Regions from separate parts of the Mus musculus genome. Here all the other regions are linked to region 2. Evidence: chromatin contacts called from public promoter capture Hi-C data. All regions are on one chromosome and are shown on one strand. Each heading gives the region's core, a stretch centred on a gene start, on an enhancer-like site or on the middle of the called end of the contact. The rest is flanking DNA. Distances are from core to core; before and after follow the strand shown.

The links. Capture Hi-C pulls out chosen DNA fragments and counts their contacts.
Region 1: a promoter capture Hi-C map of liver shows a contact between it and region 2. The contact joins the promoter of Cxcr1 here to the promoter of Zfp142 in region 2. A contact is called at or near these places in 2 of 39 promoter capture datasets (the 3T3-L1 cell line and stem cell-derived epiblast-like cells), 1 of 484 Hi-C or Micro-C datasets (CD4 T cells), 3 of 115 datasets of contacts at active chromatin or transcription factors (the 230-238 cell line, effector CD8 T cells and memory CD8 T cells) and 2 of 9 other capture datasets (adipose tissue and liver).
Region 3: a contact with region 2 is called in a promoter capture Hi-C map of pancreatic islet. The contact joins the promoter of Cdk5r2 here to the promoter of Zfp142 in region 2. A contact is called at or near these places in 4 of 39 promoter capture datasets (cranial neural crest, maxillary cranial neural crest, neural stem cells and 1 more), 4 of 484 Hi-C or Micro-C datasets (cortical neurons, embryonic stem cells and rod photoreceptor) and 3 of 9 other capture datasets (adipose tissue, liver and pancreatic islet).

What each region holds. Positions count from the first base shown.
Region 1 is chr1:74,192,719-74,197,525 of GRCm38.p6, forward strand. It overlaps Cxcr1 (chemokine (C-X-C motif) receptor 1), which reads right to left and starts at 1,913. Exons shown (of 2, transcript NM_178241.4): 1 at 1,874-1,913; 2 at 1-151. The coding sequence starts at 143.
Region 2 is chr1:74,585,974-74,590,535 of GRCm38.p6, forward strand. It overlaps Zfp142 (zinc finger protein 142), which reads right to left and starts at 2,055. Exons shown (of 9, transcript NM_001310668.1): 1 at 1,591-2,055. Bcs1l (BCS1-like (yeast)) reads left to right here and starts at 2,316. Exons shown (of 8, transcript NM_001305652.1): 1 at 2,316-2,420; 2 at 3,513-3,905; 3 at 3,987-4,126; 4 at 4,292-4,486. The coding sequence starts at 3,586.
Region 3 is chr1:74,852,973-74,857,847 of GRCm38.p6, forward strand. Cdk5r2 (cyclin-dependent kinase 5, regulatory subunit 2 (p39)) reads left to right here and starts at 2,057. Exons shown (of 1, transcript NM_009872.3): 1 at 2,057-4,760. The coding sequence starts at 2,126. The coding sequence ends at 3,235. It overlaps Gm16582 (predicted gene 16582), which reads left to right. Exons shown (of 4, transcript NR_151618.1): 2 at 1,371-1,543.

The DNA.
Region 1 (4,807 bases), core at 663-3,162, 390 kb before region 2:
ACTAAAGCCTGCCTGTTGGTTATTGGAACTCTCTTACAGGGGATGAAATAATCTCCAGTGGGCAGCATTCCCGTGATATTTCCAAATTCTTTCTCAAAGTCACCCTCAGGATTAGTCCAGATGAAATATTCAGCCTCGGCCATTGTTTGATCTAGGTGAAAGGTAAGAAAGAGAGATAAGATTTAGTAACCAAATTCAAGTGTTGTGAGTGTTGAGGGGGTAGTATTGGCTTCTCTGTTGCCTTGACAACCAAAGTTCACCCCCTTTGCCTTCAACTTGAACTTTGGTAGGTTAGCTTCCTAATGCTGTCAAAGTCCTTGGACAGTCAGTCTGAGTATAGAATAAAACCCATGGGAGATACCTTTGCCTTCAGTTGGCTCTACAGTTCTCAACTCTATGCCCAGCTCTTCCTTGTCTCCTCTTAACCATCTTTGTCCTCAGCCACGCCCCTGGGTTCAGATACAGTCACCAGGTTGTTCTTACACTCAGGGAAGAGCCAGCACACAGCAAACGGAAGGAGGCAAGGTGTATCTGGGCGTCCCCTCCAACCTTATGTCTTATATATGCCCCCTCATTATTGTTTGCAATTTTTGTAAAGACATATTATTTTTCATTGCTTTTATTTATGTATAAGTGCATATGAACTTGTCTGTGTGTCTATATGTAGAGGTCAGAAGAAGGCATCTGATCCCTTGGAACTGGAGCTACCAGGAGTAGCGAGCTGCCCAAAGTGGGTCCTAGGAACCAAATCCTCAGGAGCACTCCATGCTCCTAACCACTGAGCTATCTCCCCAGCCCCTTGTTTGCCTTTCTTAAAACCTACCTGGAGAAAGAGGTGATAACTTCAGATTACATTACACTGTACTCTGCGCCTTGTCTTCTGATGAGATTGTCTCCAGCTTTCACAGTTGTAAACATCGCGTCAAAAGCACACAGAAGAGGCCAAAGCAATGATTCAGTGAGGTGCCTGCGTGCTGCCAAGCCGAAAACCTGAACTTGATCCCCAGAGCCCACATGGTAGAAGGAAAGAACTACCTCATGTAGGTTATTCTCTGGCCTCCACACCTAAGCTCACACACACATTAAGCGTGAAATAGAAAAATTTTAAATGCATGTCAAGGGTTGGTGAGATACCTCGGCAGAGCTTGTCACACAAGCCTGACACCTTGAGTTTGCTCCCAGAATCTATGATGGAAGAAGGAAACCAGCTCCTTAAAATTGTCCTCTAGCCTCTGGCCTCTGTATATAGTCCTGCACACTTGCACACACACACACACACACACACACACACACACACACACACTTGAGACATGAGAACACGTGTGCACCTCTACCCAACACCAGGGCTCTGTAATCTGGAAGTATTTAGAAGTTAACTGAGTTTAAGATGAGGATACAGTTACCTAATGCCCACTCTCAATGGCTACCTTACCTGGGGCCTTTAATCCCCAAAGATTTCCACTTATCAACTGCAGATTGTGGGAAGATAGGGAGCTCTCCCAGCTTCCAGGCCTTGGATTCTATGGCAAGGGCAACCACATCCCTACCCCTTGGGATGCTCTCTCAGTGCCAGAGTTTGCATCTTCACAGAAGATGAAGGTTAGAGAGAAGCAATCAACACTGAGCCAGGAAACTGTTCACTGCAGCCACATAACAGGAAAGCAATAAAAAGCAATGGCTGAGGGGAGGGGGGCTGTGACCGTAAGCACCTAGGAAGTCAGAGTTGCGTACCTAGACACAGTGAGGGGACAAGAAACCATTTATCAGAAATCCCTTAGTCCCACAGAAACCAGTGTGTTTTCTAAAATAAAGTTGGACCAAGCCTTCCTACCCCAACATGTGGACTGACACACAGCTGACACAGGCGTCCTACCTGAGGCACCAGCTGGGTCCGTTCCTTGTGTGCGGGAGGAGCCTGCAGCTCAGGAAACAGAATGATCAAACAACCGAAGGGACTGGATGAATAAAAGAAAGAGGGAGAAACCACACCTCCCCCTAGAGCCCCGCCCACATCTGCATTTGGGTACAGATGAAGTCATGGGGCCCGGCAGTATCAGAGATTCTGAGTTCCGTAGGCTTAGCAGGGTGACCCTGCAGTTAAGGGTGTTCTCTCTAACTCCTTCCCTCCATAGATGATCACTTCTACCATCTTCAGTTTCTTGAATTTACCTGCACGTGCCACCCCTAAGTTTCCTAATAGATTACCTTGAGAAGTTTCTAACTTCCCAAGGGGAATAAGAAAGGGGGCAGTACAGACTTCCTATAACAGAAGTTTCAGAAGTCCACGGTGGGAAAGACTTAGGGAGTCTAAAGGAGAACTTAGCGGAAAGCTGGTGGTAGGGTCTACACTTAAGCTGTGTTTGGACAGCACGCAGACATTTATGTTGGTGCTGGAATAGAACCCAGGACCCAGTGCATGCTGGGACAAGTATCCTACCGCTGAGCTACACCTGCAACCCCAATGCTTGCTGTTTTGTTTTGTTTTGTTTTGTTTTGTTTTGAGACAGAGTCTCTCATAGCCCATGCTGACCTTAAGTCCATAAACCTTCATCTCTCTCCCAAATATTGGCATTACAAGTATACACCACTATGCCCAGCTATAAGCACGCCATTTTCACTTATATTTATAGGCATCTTTAGGGTCATGTGGTAGAGATTTTGGAAGGAAAACCTTTCCTTTACACTCTCTTTTACTTCCAATTATTGCTTGGTTACAGTAGAGCTGAGGTTTGGGGCATGGCCACTCCTTCCCTGAAGTCTATCAGAAGATCATGAGGGCTGGGAAAACAGTGAAAGACCATCTGGGGGTGATGCCATTACTGCTCCCCATTTGGTACTGAAGGACAGCTTCTTTAGGAAGCTGCCTGAGAAGTCCCTGAGCAACTCACAGCTGACCCCTGACTTTATTCCTAGGGTTCAGTGGACTGGTTAGTTTGAACTATCAACTAAACACAACCTAGAGTCATCTGAGAAGGGAATCCCAATTGAGGGATTTCTCAGATCAGACAGGCCTGTGGGCATATCTGTGGAAGATTGTCTTGATCTCTAATTGATGTAGGAGGGCCCAGCCCACTGTGGGAGGCACCATCCCCAAGCAGGTGGCCCTGGTCTGTATAAGAAAACTTGGTAGGGATGGAAAAATGGCTGACTGGGTTAAGAGCACAGACTGTGGGCTGGAGAGATGGCTCGGCAGTTAAGAGCACTGACTGTTCTTCCAATTCCCAGTTCAATTCCCAGCAACCAGATGATGGCTCACAGCCATCTGTAATGGGATCCGATGTCCTCTTCTGGTGTGTCTGAAGACAGCGACAGTGTGCTCATAAACATTATACAAACAAATAAAAGAACATGGCCTGCTCTTCTGGAGGACTCAAGGTTGGTCCCCAACATCCACATGGTAGCTTCAAAAGGTCTGTAGCTCCAGTCTCAGGGGAAATCTGATGCCCTCTGCTGGCTTCTGAGGGCAGCACATGCACACGGTGCTCAGATGTCCGTGCAGGCACAACACCCACGTACACAAAATTGCCTATTCTATGCATGTCAAGATGAACTTTTCCTGCAAGTGGTTTACAAAGAATTGCGTTTAAAATTTAACATTTTCACGCTTATTGCCTGTTATAATTTTATGCTTATAATTCCCACGGTAAAAATGCCCTCTATTATCTTGTGTACATTTCAATACCATAATCCTTCTTTTCCAAATAAAAATGAAACCTTCAGTTTCAGAAACTAAAGAATGTTTAATGAAAGCCAGCCAGCCACGGCCCTGTGAGTGAGCCAACAAGAAGTGTTCCTCTGTGGTTTCTGCCTCAAACCCCTGTTCAAGATCCTGCCCTGAATCCCCTCAGGGTTGGACCAGGACCTGTACGCAAAATAAATCCTTTCCTCCCCTGGGTTGCTTTTAGTCACAATCTTCTCTCAGAGAAACAGCGATGAAGCGGGAACTCTCCTAAACCTTTTCCCACTACACTGTGAGTTCCACTATGCTGTGACAATGCGTTTGCAGGGGAGGCTCCTGCTTTGCGCTGTCTGCAGCTAGAGAGCAAAGGTCCCCTTTCCAATTCGCCTTTGGACCTGTCCTCTGCCAGGAAACACAGCATGTGACTGCCAAGGGTTGTCAACGAAATGCTGTTTCTCTCGAAACTCATGGAGTACACCTCACACTGCACCACTCTAAAAGGGTCCTAACTAAGACAGGGGTCAAGGTCTGTCTAAGACTCAGATTTTAAACCACATATAGTAGTGCACACCTATAATCCCAGAACTCAGGAGCGAAGGCGGGACGTTATCATAAATTTGAGGCCACCCTGAGCTACATAGTAAATTCCAGGTCAGCCAGGGCTACCTAGAAAGACTCTGTCTCAAAAGACCAAACAGTAGATAAATAAACAAACAAATAGGGGTTGGAGAGATGGCTCAGCAGATGCTCACTAGATGCTCTTGCCGAAGACCCGGGCTCGGTACCAAGCACCCACACTGAGCAGATCACAACAGCTTGTAAATCCAACGTCAGGAAATCCGGCCCCTAAGTGCTACTCGTGCATAGGGCACACATACAGGTAAAATACACACAGCAAAATACCTACACACGTGACATCATAAAATTTAAAATTTAACCCAGTGGTGGCACATGCCTTTAATCCCAGCCCTTGGGAGGCAGAGGCAGATGGATCTCTGAGTTCAACACCAGCTTAGACTACAAAGTGAGTTCCAGGACAGCCAGGACTACACAGAAAAACCCTGACTTGAAAAATAAAAATAAAAGATTTTCTTTTCAAAACATTTTTTAAAAATTAAAATTTAAACT
Region 2 (4,562 bases), core at 805-3,304:
TGGCAACAAAACTGAGTGGGGTCAAAGGCTCTCTCTCTTACTACTCGATGGTCTCATTATTCCTCAGTATAGATATGATACGATTCCTTCACTTATGGTCCTCATTGACCTACCTCCCCAGGCATCCCTCCCACTCTGCCCTCCTAACCTGATGATCTGCCATTCTCTGACTCACTTTTTTGCTTACAGACCCTTCTACTTTCTCACCCCTCCCATTCAACCCATCAAAATCTCTTGTCTAGCTAGTCAGATACTCCTTAAGAAAACAAACATTTCTGCTATGAGTGTGTCCTAACATTCTTAATTTTCTCTTTTCTGTTGTCCTGAAAGCCTTTGTATGTAGTTCTGTCAGAAACCACACTGTGCTGTTGTTTCTCTATCAATCTCCCTTCCTAGATGTATAGTTCAGCTGTCCAGAAAATGGTGGTGGACTCCCTGAAGCTGGGGTGCTTGTCAGACACCTGATTTGGGGGGCTGAAAACTGAACTCAGGCTCTCAGAAAGAGCAGCATTTACTCTTAACCACTGAGCCATTTCTCTAGTCTCACACTTTTTAAAAAATGTGTTGTTAGGGATCAAACCCAGGGCTTTGTGCATGCCAGGCAAGCACTGTACAAATGATCTATCCCAATACTGAATGTGGAGCTTTGAGGAGTTTATTGGCATTTTTCACTTCACTGGACCCTAAGCATCAACAAGCTAGGTAAGTTAGACAAAATGGAAATTCTAGTGGACCAGCTGAGTTGCAGTAAACCCAGATCTTTTAAACTAAGGTATCAAGCCAGTGGTTCCTCAAATACAAGGTAAATTTCCAATTCACTAACTTACTAAAGCCTCCAGTGGGAACACAACTGAGAAACAAAGGTATTAAACTGCATGTCCTGTTCAACTCGACTGAAATAAATGAGATAATCTTTTTAAACTTCCAGGACTCAGGAGGCAAAGGCAGGCAGGTATCTGTGAATTTGAGGCCAGCCTGGTCTACATAGTGAGTTCCAGGACAGAGCTAAACAGTGAGGCCCTGTTTCAAACAAAACTGGGTCACTGAGTATGTGCCAGGTGAGAGTGGCTAGTTCTCATTCTACAGAATCCCTCCACGTAAAAACAGCACGAGGGCTGTAGGGATGGCGCAGTGATGAAGAGCACTGACTGCTCTTCCAGAGGTCCTGGGTTCAATTCCCAGCAACCACATGGTGGCTCGCAACTATCTGTTAATAGGATCCGATGCCCTTTCTCCTGTGTCTGAAGAAAGCAACCGTGTACTCACATACATAAAATAAACAAATATGTCTTTAAAAAGCATAACAGCAGGAACAGACAGCAATTCAAGAAGGAGGCAGGGAAGTGCACTTCCGTGGTCAGCGAGGCTTTTTGGAAATCACAGCCCCCACGGACTACTAATTATTGCTGCTCTAGGCGGTCTTCCAGCCCATCACATGGCCTCAGGAAGATGCGGGGGAGGAGGTAGGAGAGAGCCAGAAAGAAGTAACGTGCTTTTGAGACTGGAGAAGCAAGGGATACCGAAGCCTGGGGAACAAGGCAACCCTGCGTAGGCACCTCAGTTCCCACGCGCCTCTGGGCTTTGACTCACCGTGTAGCCTTGAGTCGATGCACTTGCCTCGCTTCTCAGGACCTCAGCTTTCCTGTCTGTAAAGTGGAGGCGGCGGCGACGACAGCTTTTACACTGTGGGGCGACAGCCAAGTCACGAGATACAGCGGAGGAGAAAGGCGTTTTGGAACCTGCAAGGCTTGGGATGATGCATCGTCACGGTTCTGGTCCTGAGGAGAGGCAGCGGATACCCGGGCGGGGCCCGGAGCTGTGACGCGACTGAGACGCCCGAGTCCAGCAGAGATGCGCCCGCGCCCCTCTCACCGGCGCGCTCCCCGCAGCACCTCCTCCCGCGGGCTCCACCTCCAGGGCCCACTCAAGCTGGAGCTAGAGAAACTTTTACCTTCAGCTCACAGCGCCCGCACTTCCCCTGGTTCCCGCCGACAGCCGCTCTCTCACCTCCTACCCGTGGGCTGGCGGGAGCTGCATCTCTATGGTCCGACTGGGACTGGAGTGGCTCCTCGGGGGCCTTTGATGTGGCCGCCCCCGGCCCAGGCGCCTCTAGGAATCTGACGTGTGGCAGCCACTCTGTCTCTCTTCAAGGCCCGTGCTACTCTATGGTTTCCCCTCTATGTCCTTGAGTACCCCCCTTCTGAAGCCCCAAAGCGGAACCATCGAGAATTGCAGGGAAGAGTGGCAAGGACTCCGTGGTGGGTGTGGCCGGAAGTAGATGCAGCAGTCCGGGGCGGGACTAGCGGCGCTGCCTCTTCGTAGGCCCGGCGAAACCATCGAGTGTGAGGGCCAGAGAGTCATGGAGGGAAGGGGGCGGAGTGACAGATTTCTCTCTCCCACGTTCCTGGAAGCGCGAGCAGGTCTGTGTATAGGGTGTCCGGGAGTCAGCTGCTGTGTGTCAGGGTTCGGGAGCCGGGGGCCAGGAGATCTTCGTCAGCGGCTCTCCATGCAAAGGTGCTTTGGAATTCTGGATCACAGCTCCGAGCCTTAGCGGAGGTCACGGCTGTCAATTCACCAGTGGGCCGGTGTGCCAGGCAGAGGAGTGGCAGTGGAGAAGTGTTGCAAGGAGAGGTGTTCTGGAAATAATTGCCATTTTGTCCCCTTAGGCATTGTCTTAAGTTAGGCTTAGTCACATCTTAATTGGGTTGAATTTGAAAAAGGCTCCAAAAAAAAAAAAAAAGAAAAAGAAAAAGGCTCCGTGGAAGAAGTAGACTATATGATCTCAATGAAAAAGAATGCCTAGAATAAAGGGGTGGGGGTCATTCGGTACCAACAGAACTGAGAGAGCTAGAAGTAGGTAGTGATTTGCTAGTAAAGGTACGCATTCTAATGTAGGCATCCCTGCGTATCCGGCTGTGGTATTTGAACCCAATGGGAGCAAGGCACCAAGGGTGCTGGAATACAAGTGACAGAATTGTAGCGTGTCTGGGATTGGTGGGTTTGGATGATGCAGGTGCTGAAGGTCCATTCAAATATCACCTCAAGAACCAAAATAACTTGCAAGAAATAGTTTAGGTGAGAAGTAATAAATGTCTGTACAGGACATTAGGAACGGGGTGTAAGGGAGAGGATATTTGAAAGACATTTCTGATGGTAAGGCATGTGGTCATTGACAGAGCAATGGAAAAATCACCTTTGCCGATTCCATTCAGTGGGGACCCTTCTGTCTAGCTCTTGCCAGGGACCAGAGTCTTGCCTTTCTAGTATCCTGATGTGGAGCTGGGTACATTGCTTTTTGGAATTGAGAAACTCTCCAAAATGGCCTTCTGGCAAAAGGTCTAACTGAAGAGCAAAATGGATTGAAGAGCCTGGGGTGTTTGCTGTGGCATTCCAACACCATTCCTACTCCACTGAAACACAGTCCTGCTGACCTGTCCATCTTGCTTCTGTGGGAGGGAGCGGAGCAAGATTGACTGGTCTAGTTTCTATACTAGTCTTATGCTTTCTTCCAGTTCTGCTACAATCCATCCCTCGGTTTTGACAGTGCCTCAGAGCCTATAAGCATCTGTGCTGCTTCTTTTCAAGATGCCATTTTCAGACTTTGTTCTGGCCCTTAAAGACAATCCCTACTTTGGGGCTGGATTTGGGCTGGTAGGTGTGGGTACGGCTCTGGCTATGGCCCGGAAAGGAGCCCAGTTGGGTCTAGTGGCATTCCGGCGCCATTACATGATCACACTGGAAGTCCCTGCCAGAGACAGAAGCTATGCCTGGTTGCTTAGCTGGCTTACCCGACACAGCACCCGCACTCAGCACCTCAGTGTTGAAACCTCATACCTTCAGCATGAAAGTGGCCGGATCTCCACCAAGTTTGAATTTATCCCCAGCCCTGGAAACCACTTCATTTGGTAAGATAGGAAACTAGGTAGGGCTCTGAGGAGAGGGTGGATCGATGGAGGAAATTGGGTCACTTTGACAATTTTATTCAGGTATCAGGGAAAATGGATCCGGGTAGAACGAAACCGAGACATGCAGATGGTAGACTTGCAAACAGGGACTCCTTGGGAATCTGTCACCTTCACGGCCCTGGGCACTGACCGAAAGGTTTTCTTCAACATCCTGGAAGAAGGTATGAGATGGGACAGGCAGGCTATCAAAGTGGGGAGGTTGGGCATCTGCTGCTTGGAGAGGAGGAATAAGGATCCGAGTCCTTGGGAGAAGGGTACCAGGTCAGAGCTCTACCTGACTGAAGCATCAGCATGATCAAGGGACTGTTTTACTTCCTTGCTCCCAGCTCGAGCACTGGCCCTGCAGCAGGAGGAAGGGAAGACTGTGATGTACACAGCTGTGGGGTCTGAATGGCGTACCTTTGGTTATCCGCGCCGACGTCGGCCACTGGATTCTGTAGTCCTACAGCAGGGTCTGGCTGACCGAATTGTCAAAGATATCCGGGAATTTATTGATAACCCCAAGTGGTACATTGACAGAGGTAAGCAGCAGCTGGAATCTAGCCGAGTTTGTAGCCAGGTGAAGTTACAGGAAATTCTAGCTCAGGTGAAAGGGAA
Region 3 (4,875 bases), core at 807-3,306, 270 kb after region 2:
AAAGATCAGAGTCAAGGGCACAAGTGAGACCCTGCATTGGACTGCTGGGACTGCTGAGGTGGCTCAGTGGGTAGTCACTTGCAGCCTAGCCTAAGGACCTGAGTTTAGTCTCTGTAATCTCTGTGGCAGGAGGAAAAGAACTGACTCCCCAGACATGCTGTGACAAGCACATGCATCTCTCCTATTATAAATAAACAAGCAAACAAACAACTTTCTAACTATATGTGACCATGGTTGCCACGAAGGGAGAAGATTTGAGGAAGCCAGACCTCAGCTCCCGGGAAGGGGTGTGTGAGCTGTGATTGTGAAACTGCAGAGAAAAGCTGGAGCCTCTGTTGCTGTGAGCTGAAACCCAAGGGGATTCTGGAACAGAATGCGCATAGTGAAACACATACAGAGAGAGGAAAGTGGGCGCACACTGATTCTGACAGCAGTGGACCTTTGGTGCTGTGCTGGGTCTGGCAGAAATGGAGGCAGGCCTGGTGGTGCTTATAATCCCAGGATCTGGGAGGCTGAAGAAGGATGGAAGCCAGCTTGAATGTGACACCACACACACACACACACACACACACACACACACACACACAGAGAGAGAGAGAGAGAGAGAGAGAGAGAGAGAGAGAGAGAGAGACAGGCAGACAGGCAGACAGACAGACAGGCATACAGAGACACAGAGACTGAGATCCAAGAACAATTCTAAGAATTGTTACAGAATGGATAGTTACCTCTCTGCCCACCAAACCAAACCCCCACACCAATGCCTAAGGTTCACTAAGACTCCTGGAAGGGAAGCCACAGACAGCAGACTGGAGGGTCCTACAAGACACACTGAAGTGGCCCAGGACAAGCGGTTCTCACAACCTGCCGATAAGGCTCAAAGTCTGGGATCAAGGCCTATGTGGTCCGTAGCAGGAATGGAGGGGTCCAGAGAAACCGGCAGCTCCCAGTATAATAGCTGGCAGCTGGAGTGGGAACAGCTAGAGTCTGAGCACAAGGAAGCTGTCTACTGGTTAAAATCCATCTCAACTAGGACCCCGGATCTTGACTGGAAGTTGAGCCAACCGATTTCCACACAGTAGACCCCAGACTGGGGCCTTCAACTAAACCAATTTCCAGAGTTCCCTGGAGTCCAACCATCCATCACGCATGCAAGGGTGAGATGAATGTGTTGTTGGGACAACCAATCAAAAATGAGCTGTCCAGGGGTCAGAGTCAGAAGCAGGGAATCAAGTACAGACTCATTAGGTTGTCTTTAGACTTCCCCCTGTTCCTGCTCCGTGAAGCAAAGACACACATCCTTCCCTCTGCCAAGGAGAAAGGGTGCATTTGCTCGGTTGCTCAGAGTCTCACACACTAGCATTCTCTTACAGATCAGGAATGAGCCTGCAGCAGTCTCCTCCACCCCACCCTACCCCCGTCCCCAAGGGGGGGGGGGCGATGAAGAGGATAGCAAGCGGACATCCAGATGGGCGAAGCCGGAAGGTGCAACTGGGGTGTCTCGATGAGGGCAAGCTGCCATATTGCCCACTAAACAAACTCAAAGGTGAGCGAATGATAGGCTGTTCCCATGGCTTCTATACTGCGGCTTGGACCCAGTGTATCACAGTGTATCAAAACATTCAGACCCATGGTCTTGGGATCTGGAGGAAGAGATGGGAAGGACCATTTTCACCTCACTTCAACCCCCTGCTCAGCCAGAAAAAGAGACCTCAGAATCACACACACCCCCTCTCTCCTTTTCCTCCTTTCCCCCCTTTTCCCCCTTTGGGAAAAGGTAAGGGACTGAAGACTCCAGGCGGTGGGTAAGGCGGTACAGTAGATTAGTATGCAACATCCTATTGGTTAGAGGAGCTGCCGATCAAAGAAAACTAGAGTCAGGATTGGCTGCGTGAGGCGGGGCGCGGCGTGGCGAAAGAAGGGGCCCAAGGGGTGGGGCTGACGCTGCAGCTGGCGCAGCTTCGGCTCAGAGCAGCCGCCGCGGCGCAGCAGAGCGGCTCCATCCCCCGCCCGTCCGCGCGCCCGGGCCGGGGCTAGGCCCCCCACCGCCGGGTCCCCCGGGGCTGCAGCAGCAGCGGCGCCGCCCGCGGTTCCCGCTGGGGCCCGGGCGCCGGCCCCGCTCTGCAGGATGGGCACGGTGCTGTCGCTTTCCCCTGCTTCCTCGGCCAAGGGCCGGAGGCCGGGAGGGCTGCCGGAGGAGAAAAAGAAGGCGCCGCCCGCGGGGGACGAGGCGCTGGGGGGCTACGGCGCGCCGCCGGCCGGCAAGGGCGGCAAAGGCGAGAGCCGGCTCAAACGGCCGTCCGTGCTCATCTCGGCGCTCACCTGGAAGCGCCTAGTGGCAGCCTCGGCCAAGAAGAAGAAAGGCAGCAAAAAGGTGACGCCCAAGCCAGCGTCCACCGGTCCCGACCCTCTGGTCCAGCAACGCAACCGCGAGAACCTTCTCCGCAAGGGCCGCGACGGCCCCGACGGTGGCGGAACAGCCAAGCCCCTGGCCGTGCCGGTGCCCACGGTGCCCACGACCGCTGCCACCTGCGAGCCCCCGTCGGGGGGCAGCGCAGCCGCCCCTCCACCAGGCTCAGGCGGGGGAAAGCCGCCGCCGCCGCCACCCCCAGCCCCGCAGGCGGCACCGCCGGCGCCCGGAGGCTCGCCGCGGCGGGTCATCGTGCAGGCGTCTACCGGCGAGCTGCTCCGCTGCCTCGGCGACTTCGTGTGCCGACGCTGCTACCGCCTCAAGGAGCTGAGCCCCGGCGAGCTGGTGGGCTGGTTCCGCGGCGTGGACCGCTCGCTGCTGCTGCAGGGCTGGCAAGACCAGGCCTTCATTACCCCCGCCAACCTGGTGTTCGTGTACCTGCTGTGCCGGGAGTCGCTTCGTGGGGACGAGCTGGCGTCGGCCGCGGAACTGCAGGCCGCCTTCCTCACCTGCCTCTACCTCGCCTACTCCTACATGGGCAACGAGATCTCCTACCCGCTCAAGCCGTTCCTCGTGGAGCCCGACAAGGAGCGCTTCTGGCAGCGCTGCCTGCGCCTCATCCAGCGGCTCAGCCCGCAGATGCTGCGACTCAACGCCGACCCCCACTTCTTCACGCAAGTCTTTCAAGACCTCAAGAACGAGGGCGAGGCCGCGGCGAGCACCGGGGGTCCACCGAGCGGAAGCAGCGCGTCCACCACCTCCTCCTCGAGCGCCAGGGACAGCTGCGCGACCGGAGCCAAGCACTGGACTATGAACTTGGACCGCTAGGGATTCCCAGGGGCCGCGCCCGCCCCCCGCCCCAGCCCCTCACACACACCCGGAAACCCCGGGACCATCAAGCCACCGTCGCTATTACCGCTGCTCTATGCCCAGGCTGGGCCGAGGAGGAGCCGCCCCTGCCCCACAGGGGAAGGTGGAGGCTAGGACGCCAGAGGCCGCGGTGTCTGGATTTACTGGGCGTGGGGTGGGCGTGGGGGATGATCGCGGGAAGTGCACCCCCAACTTCGTTCACCCTTTCCGTCTGTCTGCGCCTCCATCTTTCCATTTCTGCCCTGGTCTCCCTCTTTCCTGCTGTGGGCATCTCAAAGTCCACCACCCTGGGTTTTGTCCAGTCCCTCACCTTTCTGTGTCTTCGTCTTACCTCCTGTCTGCAGCCCCCGCCCCCGCCCCCGCCTGTCCATTGGCATTCCCTGGGCTTTACCCTTTTCTACCTTACCCCGAGCCTGATGGTACCCCACTGCGGTCCCCGCTTCTCCAGCACCTATGTTTCCGTGTACCCTTCTTGTTCCTCTTCCTTCCTCCGGTCATGTCACCTCCATCCCTCCTGTCTGCCTTCCCTCTCTCTGCTTGTGTCGTCCTGCAACCCCCCACCCCCCACCAACCGATCCCCAAGACTCTACACTCCTTTCCCCAGATCCTTAGTTTTTTGGTTTTTGTTTTTTAAATTTGGATAGACTGGACAGGAAACTGCAGTCTCAGTTGTCCAGGCAAAGATCAGGGTGATCCTTTCCTTCACCCCCACGGCCTCTCCCCACCTTTTCCAACGTGTTGCATGCTGGGAGTTGAGGAGGAAAGGGCTGCTGCCTTCATTTAGGAGGCTGAGATTTGAGGGCAAGATCCAACCTGGTAGACTACCCCGCTTGCAGCGGTGGTGTCTTCTCTGTGGATGGATAGAAAGAGAAAGAAAACTCTTCTTATCTGGGGGAGGGGCGTCCTCTTCCTTATCTTTAGATTTCTTGTTATATCCCCTCCTCACACTTTAATTTATTTCGCTGTTTCAGGAGGGTGGGTGGGTGGGGAGGGGGCTGGGCAGGGAATTGTCCGAGGTGCTGAGCTGGGCGGGACCGGAATCGTCCTGGGAAGAGTACCAGGGACTGGGTCGGGCCTGGGGCCTTGTCCAAGGTGCCAATGATGCGGGCCGACGGCGCAGGCCGCACTATCTGTCTGTCCGTCTGTCCTGGAGCGAACTATAAAGCGCTGGAAGCGCCTACAGATGGTTTCGCGCCGGCCTCTTTTTGGGTTCCCGGAGGGTGGAAAGGAATGGGCGTAGGAGTGAAACTGTTAGGGGTAGGGTAGGAGGGAAAGTCAGGTCCCTGAGATCTGTAACCTGCTACCTGCCCACACTGGCTTTCATTTTACAGTAAAGCATCATAAGCCAAGGGTTGAGGCTGAACTTACCTCCCAATTCCGGCCTCCATCTTGTCTGCCCTACCTCCTTATTAATACTCAGGCTACTTAAGGACAAATGATAAAGAGACAGAAGTCTCCCTTTCTGTGAGGTGACCCTTGAGACAGAACTGGCTAGCCATGATGTTTTTATTTCTTTCCGTTCTTCCCACCATATATTGATTGAGTCAGGAGTCTAGTCAGGCCTGACTAAGCCTGTGCTTACCTCTCTCAGTTGGGAT